Linked DNA regions of Hordeum vulgare: region 1 is linked to region 2. A link is a contact called in public Hi-C data. All regions are on one chromosome and are shown on one strand. Each heading gives the region's core, a stretch centred on a gene start, on an enhancer-like site or on the middle of the called end of the contact. The rest is flanking DNA. Distances are from core to core; before and after follow the strand shown. Region 1 holds the start of LOC123395260 (COP1-interacting protein 7-like). Region 2 holds the start of LOC123395258 (aquaporin PIP2-5-like).

Region 1 (4,514 bases), core at 43-2,542, 210 kb after region 2:
CATGTAGTACTACCTAACCAACTGGCTAACACAACAGCTGTGACCGATGGTACACCGTACCAAAGTCCATAACGGATGATAGATTTTAAAACAGCAGCATCTGCATTTCCATTTACGAACAAGCATTGCCCAAGATTTATTGGTAGAAATGAAGTCGGTAGCATCTCTTGTATTGTACCTTCCATGGAGGAGTCCACATTATAGCCTTCTGCCTGGCAAATCCCAAACACAAACATGTCACCGGTCTGCTAATTATTACTCTCAACAGACAGACAAACAAACAGGTACACATTACATTAGAGATGATAGTCGTGCACTTACAGATTTGAGTCCAATATTTGCATTGTTCTGGACGGCGATGGCGTCGTGGAGCTGCAGTATCTCGGACTCGATGGTGGTGACCCGCTCCAGGACCTCCGGCGTGCTCACGAAACGGACGAACCTAATGCCAACAAGAAAGGAGCAAAATGTCAGTGTCGGCAGCCAAACAAACACGACGGACAGAGGACGAACCTCTGGATGGTGCCCCTGGTGAACCATGGCGCGTCGGCACCCGGATCGGGCTGGAGCAGGATGGTGTAGCCACCCTTGGCGATCTGGTCCTGGGCGGCCTTCAGGTGCGCGACGAAGGGGTTGAGCAGGCCGGAGGCGATCTTCTCCTTCCTCCCATTCACCACCACAACCAAATCACACCTAGAAAAAAGAAAGAAAGAAAGAAAGAAAGGGGGTAAAAATTCCTTGTGATGCTACTGTTACCGACACACACACACACACACACACACACATAAAAGAAAAGAAATTGTTGCAGATGCCAATCAGTAAGGTAGAGTAATCAGCATAAGACAAAATTGAGCAATAAGTATGAACCCTGGATCTATCACCTCTGGGAGAAAGAGCAGAGCTTTGCAAAGATTGGGGATTGGTTTGCTGGCGGCGCAGATCCGCATATTATGGGAGGGATGGGAGGTTGAGCTTGAGCTTGAGTTACCTGGTGCGGGTCGGAGTGAGCTGGAACGCGGCCGAGTCGAGGCGCGTGTCCGGCCTCATCGCCGTCGCCGTCGCCGTCGCCGTGGGTGGGGTTCAGATCTTGCGGCAGCGAAAGATCTAGACCAAAAAATGCTCAATCTACCTGGATGGGGGGGGAGCAGGAGCAAGTGCGGGGATTTGGGAGAAGCAAGAAGAAAGAAAATTCAACAAGTTTGCGGAAGAGAAATCCTCTCCTAATGGGAACAGTTACAGATGATGGGAGGGATAAATAGCAGGAGGTAAGATATAAATAAATAAATAAAATTGGGGCGGGGGGGGGGGGGGGGGGGGGGGAAGAGGAGGAGGAGAGAGCAGTGGTGGTGCTTGTGCTCAAGCCTCAAGCTGCTGCTGCTGCTGCTGCTTAGTGCGCGAAAGAAAGGAAGCTGCTTTGGTTTGGTGGAAGAAAAGGAATGGAGCCTTGACAGCGAGCTTCAGCCTACACTACAGCAGGAGGAAAGGAATCATATCATATGCAAGCACATCAACTTGTGATTTACTTCTAATCTACAACTACTATGGCATTACTGTTGTAATAAGAGATTAAAAACAATTTCTTCATTTATTTCTATTTTACTATTTAGTTTAGATCGGCTACAAACACCCTAGTATATTACAGTAGGAGTAAATAAGATGGCCTCTGCTTTGGATTCCATTAATTTCACTGTGCTACACGAGGACAGGCAGGCAGTCAGTCCTGTAAGTGGAAGTATGTGAGGAGGAGCATAATTAAAAAAAAAATCAAGCTTGTCATGTCATGTGATGTGACAAGCAAGTGGCACGCCATACCATACCATTACATCTAGTACCAGGGATCGTTTTGGCTGGCTGGCTGGCTGGCTGGCTAATTAAGTTGGTGATGAGATTGAGATTAACATTAACATTACATTAACCGATGGAGGTTAGTCAGTTCAGTTCTCGTCCTCGTTTTAATCGGGAAAAAAATTAGATACATAGTGAGAAGGTGATTTGAGGGTTGTCCCTCAGGATGATTTGGGATCTGATTTTGTCGACAGTGATAATTCTATTGAGGCTAGTCCGGGGGTAATGAAATTCCACGGGATGTTCAAGAGATCGCTTCTGCGATTGGGGGGGAGATTAATTTGAACTGGCCAAGCCTAGTTGGTGGCCACATGCCCACCCGATTACCCCCGCTTCAGTTATTCGTGGATGTGTGGTCGGGAAGAAGGCGCAAAGGAAAAAATGTGTCTTCTCACCTCGCCCACGGGGTTTCGGAGGAGGTAGCGGAATTTTATGGGCAACTATAGGTTGTTTCGTCCTCGTGCCATCGGCAGCGTCGTTATAAGGCGCATGCTTGCCCTTCAAACCCTAATTTCTCGATCCCCAATCTCTTGTGGGTGAGGAAGGACTTGTTCCTAGCAAAGAATTTTACTCTTCAAGATTGCTTTCCCGTGAAAGCTCTGAGTCGCTTTGACCCCTCCCCTACGAATTTTAAGATTTCCACCGAGGGGGTGCCCTTGGATCTAGATCGTTCACTCAAGTAGTTCGGGGAGAGATAGAGAATAAGGGGCAGATGGACCACATGCGGAATCAAAGGCCTCCTCCATGCAAGAAAAATCGTCAGGACACCAAAGTTTCCCCTGTTGGAAATCAGCCGAAAGTTGTGCCGGCGACCAAGGCTAGGGCTAGGGAGAAACAGAATGTTGTTGCTCCTCCTCCCGCCCCGCCCCCAGCTACCAATCTCCCTGCACCCCCCTCAGGCCCCTATTGTGCAAGCTCTAGACCCTAGGTACAAGGATATGATATGTTTTAATTGTAGTTGGCCGGGTCACTGTGTGGGGAATTGCATTGAGCCAAAAAGATGCTTCGTATGTGCCGGTAGTCACAATGTGAACAACTGTGTGGCATGGGCTAAACCACAACCCACTGCTACTTACTTTGGAAGTGCAGCCGCCGGTTTAGGGTTCTATCACATTGACACTCCTGAGGCTACTGAGTCAAATTGGTTGAACTATAAAGACTGTGCCATTCATAAGGTGATAAAGGGAGAAGTTTCTGCTTCGGATCTCTTAACACAATTAAATGGGATCTTTTGTAAGAACAAGGATTGGCCGTGGCAGATCAGAGAGCTAGAGGAGAAAAATTCCTGCTAAGGTTCCCTCGTTGGAAAAATGTGAATGACCTGATCGAATTTCCTGCTTTTGAGATGCCGATCGATGGTGTTTCTGTTAAAAATTTTGAATGGCAAGGCATGTTATACCCTTTTGGAGATCTTACTAAAGCCTGGGTACAGATTGAAAGGATTCCTCCAAAGTGATGTGCATGGAAGGTTTTTGTTCAAGTTGCTGCTTGTTTTGGCATCCTTGTGGATGTCGACTCTAATGGGATCTTCAAGAGTTACTATGAAACAATCAGAATCAAAGTTGCTTTCAGAGACCCCAAGAAAATCCCCTTTGAGAGAGTGGTGGAGATGAAAAGGAAATTATACATCCTGTTTTTACTGTGGAAGGGTTTGAACAAATTAGAGAAGATTCTGATGGTGATGATGTAGATCCTGATGAGGACAATCATGAGGGAGATGGGGAAGAACATGGAGAAGAGGCTGAGAGAGAGGATCTCGGAGATGATGAAGAGGATGAAGCAATTGATGAGACAGATAGAGCTAACTTTCAGTCCAAAAGCATGGAGACTAGGAGTAGTAGTAAAAGTGGCCAAGTATGTGTTGTTTGTGCAACTGATTTCCACCCACACATTTTGGTGGATGAGGTTCATGAGAGTTCGTTGAGGAAATCAGGAAATCTCTCCCTATAGAAGATATGATGGCTCTGGAGATAGATGAGGTTGAGGGTCCGGGTGTGGATGTCGTGTCACCCCTCTGTACAAGTGATGTGCCTATGTCGGTCCATCTGGACTACTGTTCTAAACAGCTTCGCAAATTTGATATGATGGAGTCTGATGATGAGGAAGAGAACATGCTTCCTGAGATGCAATGCCTTGCAAAAGAGATTTCTGTTGTTTTGGGGTCTACCAAAAGATCCTTGCTAGACAATTTGGAAAAGGAAGTTGGGCAGAAGAAAAGGTTCAATTCTGGTAAGGTTGCGACTTCGGGGCCTCTCCTCAATAACAAACCAAATACGAGGGGTCATGGAGGAGTCAAGAACGTGGACAAAGCTAATGCATAAATGCAGAAAAAGAACCTAGAAATCCCAGCTACATTCAGAGGTAAATCTTTTGCTGCCATTGCTCCTGAAACTTTAATTTCTCATACAAATAGTGGTGATATTTGCATTGGCTGTGATGAGGCGGAACGGATTAATATCATTACTGGTATGATTGATGAGGAAAAACTTAAATGCATTCAATTTTCTAATAACAACCCCGAGATTGTTCTCCGTGATAATCTAGACACACATATTGGGCCGGTTGAGAGTGATCCTAGGTCTTTCTCACCTTTCGCATCACGGGACACTGCTGATGCGGAGGTGGAGAATCCTAAACTTTGTACGAAGTCTAAGCCGTGTGGCTTATCA
Region 2 (4,435 bases), core at 1,172-3,671:
CGGTGGCGGCGACTCTTGTTGGGGGCAGGCGACGGCTGTAGATGGTGAGGGTCGACGGTGGCGACTGCTGTTGGGGGCTGGCGACGACTGCTGATGGTGGCGGCCGACGACCATGGGTGCTGATGGGAGCCAACGGTGCTTGTTGCCTCATGGGGGGCGATGGCGGCGACTACTCATGGGGCCGGCGGCGGCGTGCGGAGTGGTGAGCAACCCTAGCTATCTCCTATGCGTGTGGACGAACCCGAGGGCAACGACATGGGGCTTGGTGGCATTCTCGCTGTAAAATGTGCAACAAACAGGGACATTTTGTTGCACCCGTCGGATTGTAAGTGGGCTTTCGTGGGAAGCTACCCTCCCCAGCCATTTTTCATTGTGAAGGAAGTGAGGATGGAAATAAGCTATGGCCGCTTCTTCAATGAAGCTTATTTTTACAAGAAGCTGCGAGAAGCTCCAAAAGAACTGGCCCTTACTATGCATTGCACGCAAGGTAATTCATCGTTAATTTGGCGCAATTTATATATATATGGTCTGACACATTAATGCATGCATCAAATACAGATTCAATTCGAAATTTGTCCATATTCACAACCCTGTGCTACGTGGTACGGTGGTCACTGCCCCCAGCCTCGTGCGGTCCATATTTCATCCATTCATGGATGCATGATTTTTACTCCCTGTATGGCATACATGTTTGATGTTGATGAATGACGTAAATTACATCGAACAGCTTTATGTATGTAGTTTCAAATTAAACTTTTGGGTTTAAAATTAAAACTACACAGGAAAATATGAAAGATTTCAGTAAAACGGAAATATTTTTTATTAGTGACCGGCCAATCTGGTTAAATTTAATATGAGCTAGGAGTAGGGTTTGAAAATATATTTAGTTTTAACTTATAACTGAAACGACATAGACAAATTTGAATTTTTGCAGTGAGCAATCCTTCAGCGTAAAATGTCAAATTATAAGGAGAGTAAACAGAGATGTGGTGACATGACACTGCTGATTACGAAAAAAAAAAACCGGCACCAAAACCCATAAAATGAAGAATAAAACGGTTGCAAAGTGAAAGGTTTCAAAATTCAGGGAGAGTTACTAAACCAAACTAAATGGTAAGGCCGGAAAGTGAACACAAAAGTACAAAATTACTGGGAAGTAGTGTAATAACTTGGTTTCTCTCAATAGAAATTCATCTCTTGCATTAACTAAACTAGCGAACAATGTAAAGCCAACACTAACATACAATACAACTCATACGATTCAGTAACGAAACAACATACTCGTACTTAACAATGGATTTTAGCAGCCACACGTACGCTGGATCCATCCATAATGTGGATCTCGACTCATCAACTACTCCAGTAGATATGAAACACATTAATGGATGGAAGTAGCTAGACGGCGGCATCGTAGTTGGACCGGAAGATGGCGCTGTTCCTGAGGACGTACTGGTGATACACCATGGCCACGGCGGAGCCGATGAACGGGCCAACCCAGAAGATCCACTGCTCTCCCCAAGCTTTCTTGTTGTTGTACACCACGGCGGCACCAAAGCTCCTCGCCGGGTTGATCCCGGTGCCGGTGACGGGGATGGTGGCGAGGTGCGCCATGAGGACGGAGAACCCGATGAGCAGCGGCGCCAGCACCGGGACGTGCGGGTCCCGGGCGATGCGCTTCGGGTCGGTCGCCGAGAACACCGTGTACACGAGCACGAAGGTGCCGGCGATCTCCGCGATGAGCCCCGCCATCCTGGAGTAGCCCGGCGCGAGCTCGTTGGCGCCGCCTCCGTAGAGAGCGTAGTGGTGGCCGCCGTGCACGGCTCTCACCAGCGCCGCGCCGCAGATGGCGCCCACGCACTGCGCCACCATGTACAGGAAGGCCCTGGGAAGGGAGACCTTGCGCGCCAGGAGGAGGCCGAAGGTGACCGCGGGGTTGATGTGGCCGCCGGAGATGCCGGCGGTGCAGTAGACGAGGACGGCGATCGTGCCGCCGAAGGCCCACGCGATGCCCAGCACGCCGGCGCCGCTGCACGCCTGGGCGTCGGTCTGGCGCTTGTGTCCGACCACGGTGGCCACGGCGACGTAGACGAAGAGCAGCGTGGCAGTGAACTCAGCGATGACGGCACGGTACAGAGACCACTTGCCCAGCTCGCCGGCGTCGACCAGCGGCGCCGGAGGAGGGTCGAGGTAGTCCTTGGCGCTGCCGTTGCTGATGACTTCGTTGTCGATGGCATCCGGACTCAGCTTGCCTTGTGCTGCGGCCATAGTCATGAAGCTAGTTAGCTCCTCGATGGATCGATCTCAGCTGATTAATCTGCAGTGGCGGAGATTGGTACGTGTCCATAATTCGGCAAGGATGCATGTATATATAGAGCATCACTGAGAATATGTGGGTGCCCTACCGTAGTGCTAGTGCCACGCACCATTTGCATATTTTTACTGCGACAAGTGCCATATATACCCATCTTTTTTCGTGCCGCGCGGCAGAGTTTTTGAAGAAGTGAATATCTTAACATAGATTTGTACATTTATTATTTTTGCCTATGTGTAATATAAAGTTAGCCAAAAAATGCTACGATGAGATCGATGTACAACTACATGATGCTTGCAAGGTTAATTGATTATAAAGTTGCAAAAAATGCTACACCTACCAACTGCTACGTAAATTACTTACTTATGAAAAAGAGGTTTCCTTTCCTAACGTTCACTGATCTCCCCCTGATTTTCAAGGTGAGGCCCTACGTAATCCAATCAACCAAGCCCACATAACCACCTACGTAGAATTTTCATAGAAAAACTACGTAAGTCTAGCAAAGCTCTGAATCCACACGTAAACGAGTTAAGGTTAGGAGCAACCAAACACCAATATGCAGACCTTGAGGAACTTGTCACTTCTTTGAAAGGAACCAACCACAGATATATTTCAATGTTCACTTCTTTGAAAGGAAACTTGTCACCGTTGGAAGGGTAAGTCTTACCACGAAGGCACACCAATATCATGAAGCCTTATACTCTTCTTCTTGTGATATCACCACCAAGGCGATGATTTTCAACCGAGATAAATACAGTGGCAGTCACTAAAGTTGAAGCCGAAGCACAATACGGTCACTGGACTTCAGAATACGCTCAATACCGTTATTGAATACGAGTTGTGATGATTATACGGTCACTGCTCACCGTATAGCTCTGTATTCTGTTGAGTTGACCGGTCAAACATCATTGGAAAATTTCAAAAACCTCCTCGAATTGTTCCCGACTGCAGCTACATGTGTTTTCAATTGCTTCTTCCACGCTGTCACAAAGGCTCTCTGTCTCGCACGCACGTTGTCACAAACTCACAATGTCACGCCGCGTCTCAGCTGTCACGCACACACGCATGCATGCATGCGCACCGCATGCATCCTCCCGACACAGCGGCTGCCTCAGGCGTGCCCCGTGTCAGCCCTCTCGCCTGGTGTAGCCCATGCAAGCCTCCACCCCCACCACGTACCCTGCCTCCTCCCTACGTGTCACCACTTCTTCCTCCTATATATCGCATCCGTGGCCTCGATCTCCTCTCCACCTTGAGCTCGACAGATCTTGGTCCACTTCACCGGCGGCCGGGGCAGCGAAGCGAGGAGGAAAGGAAGGAGCAATGGCGAAGTGCGGGAGCTACGTGCAGGTGCAGGACGGCGGGCAGTACAGTGGGTACCACGGCGCTGGGCAGCGTCGCCGTCGCCTCCACAGGAGAAGGGCCCGTCGCCTCCTCAGTCCCCTTCGCCAATGCCGGCGACCGCATCGAGGGCGTCCAGCTCATCGGCGGCCAGGTCCCTTAAGCTGCTCCTCCTCCGCCCACGATCACGACGACTTCCCCCATTAATCCCACGACTCCGTCGGCCTCCTCCGCTCCCAACCCCAACGTCATTGCCACCCGACCGCCTCCGCGCCACCCCAGCGCTATTGCCACCCTCCCGCCACCGCCCCGCCGCGCGCCACCCACAGCCCCATGCGTCGCCGCCCCGCCACCCCGCCACCGCCGTCCGCGGCTCTCCTCTCCCCTCCTCCGTGTGTGTGTGTGGGGGGGGGGGTGCTGCTGCTCACCCATGGGCTGGATCAGGGACGGTCGACGGCTACTAGCAGTGTAGCTGGCGGCACGGGCGAGGGCGGCCGGGGACGGGGACGGGCCAAGCGGATCCGGAGGCGGCGACCTCGAATCTCGCCGGATCTGGCCGGAGGAGGGGACAACAGCGAGGTCCGGCGCGGGGCTAGGGCTGTGACGGAGGGGAAATGATGGGCCACAGCGAGGCTAGGTGGGGCTGCGTGCGGGCGGTGCTCCAGGCGAAGGTGCGGTGCGGTTGGCAGCAGCGGAGCGCACGAGGCGGCGGAGGCGCAGTGCGGTTGGTGGCAGCGGAACACATGTAGCTGCAGTCGGGAACAATTCGAGGGGGTTTTTGAA

What was found. Hi-C and Micro-C count contacts between places; a contact is called where the count stands out from the background.
Region 1: a contact with region 2 is called in a Hi-C map of leaf, with 3 times the contacts expected there. The contact joins the promoter of LOC123395260 here to the promoter of LOC123395258 in region 2. A contact is called at or near these places in 4 of 6 Hi-C or Micro-C datasets (leaf and seedling) and 1 of 1 datasets of contacts at active chromatin or transcription factors (embryo).

What each region holds. Positions count from the first base shown.
Region 1 is chr5H:586,714,886-586,719,399 of MorexV3_pseudomolecules_assembly, forward strand. LOC123395260 (COP1-interacting protein 7-like) reads right to left here and starts at 1,293. Exons shown (of 10, transcript XM_045090220.1): 1 at 989-1,293; 2 at 514-693; 3 at 322-442; 4 at 179-212. The coding sequence starts at 1,047.
Region 2 is chr5H:586,499,571-586,504,005 of MorexV3_pseudomolecules_assembly, forward strand. It overlaps LOC123395258 (aquaporin PIP2-5-like), which reads right to left and starts at 2,422. Exons shown (of 1, transcript XM_045090219.1): 1 at 1,147-2,422. The coding sequence starts at 2,271. The coding sequence ends at 1,396.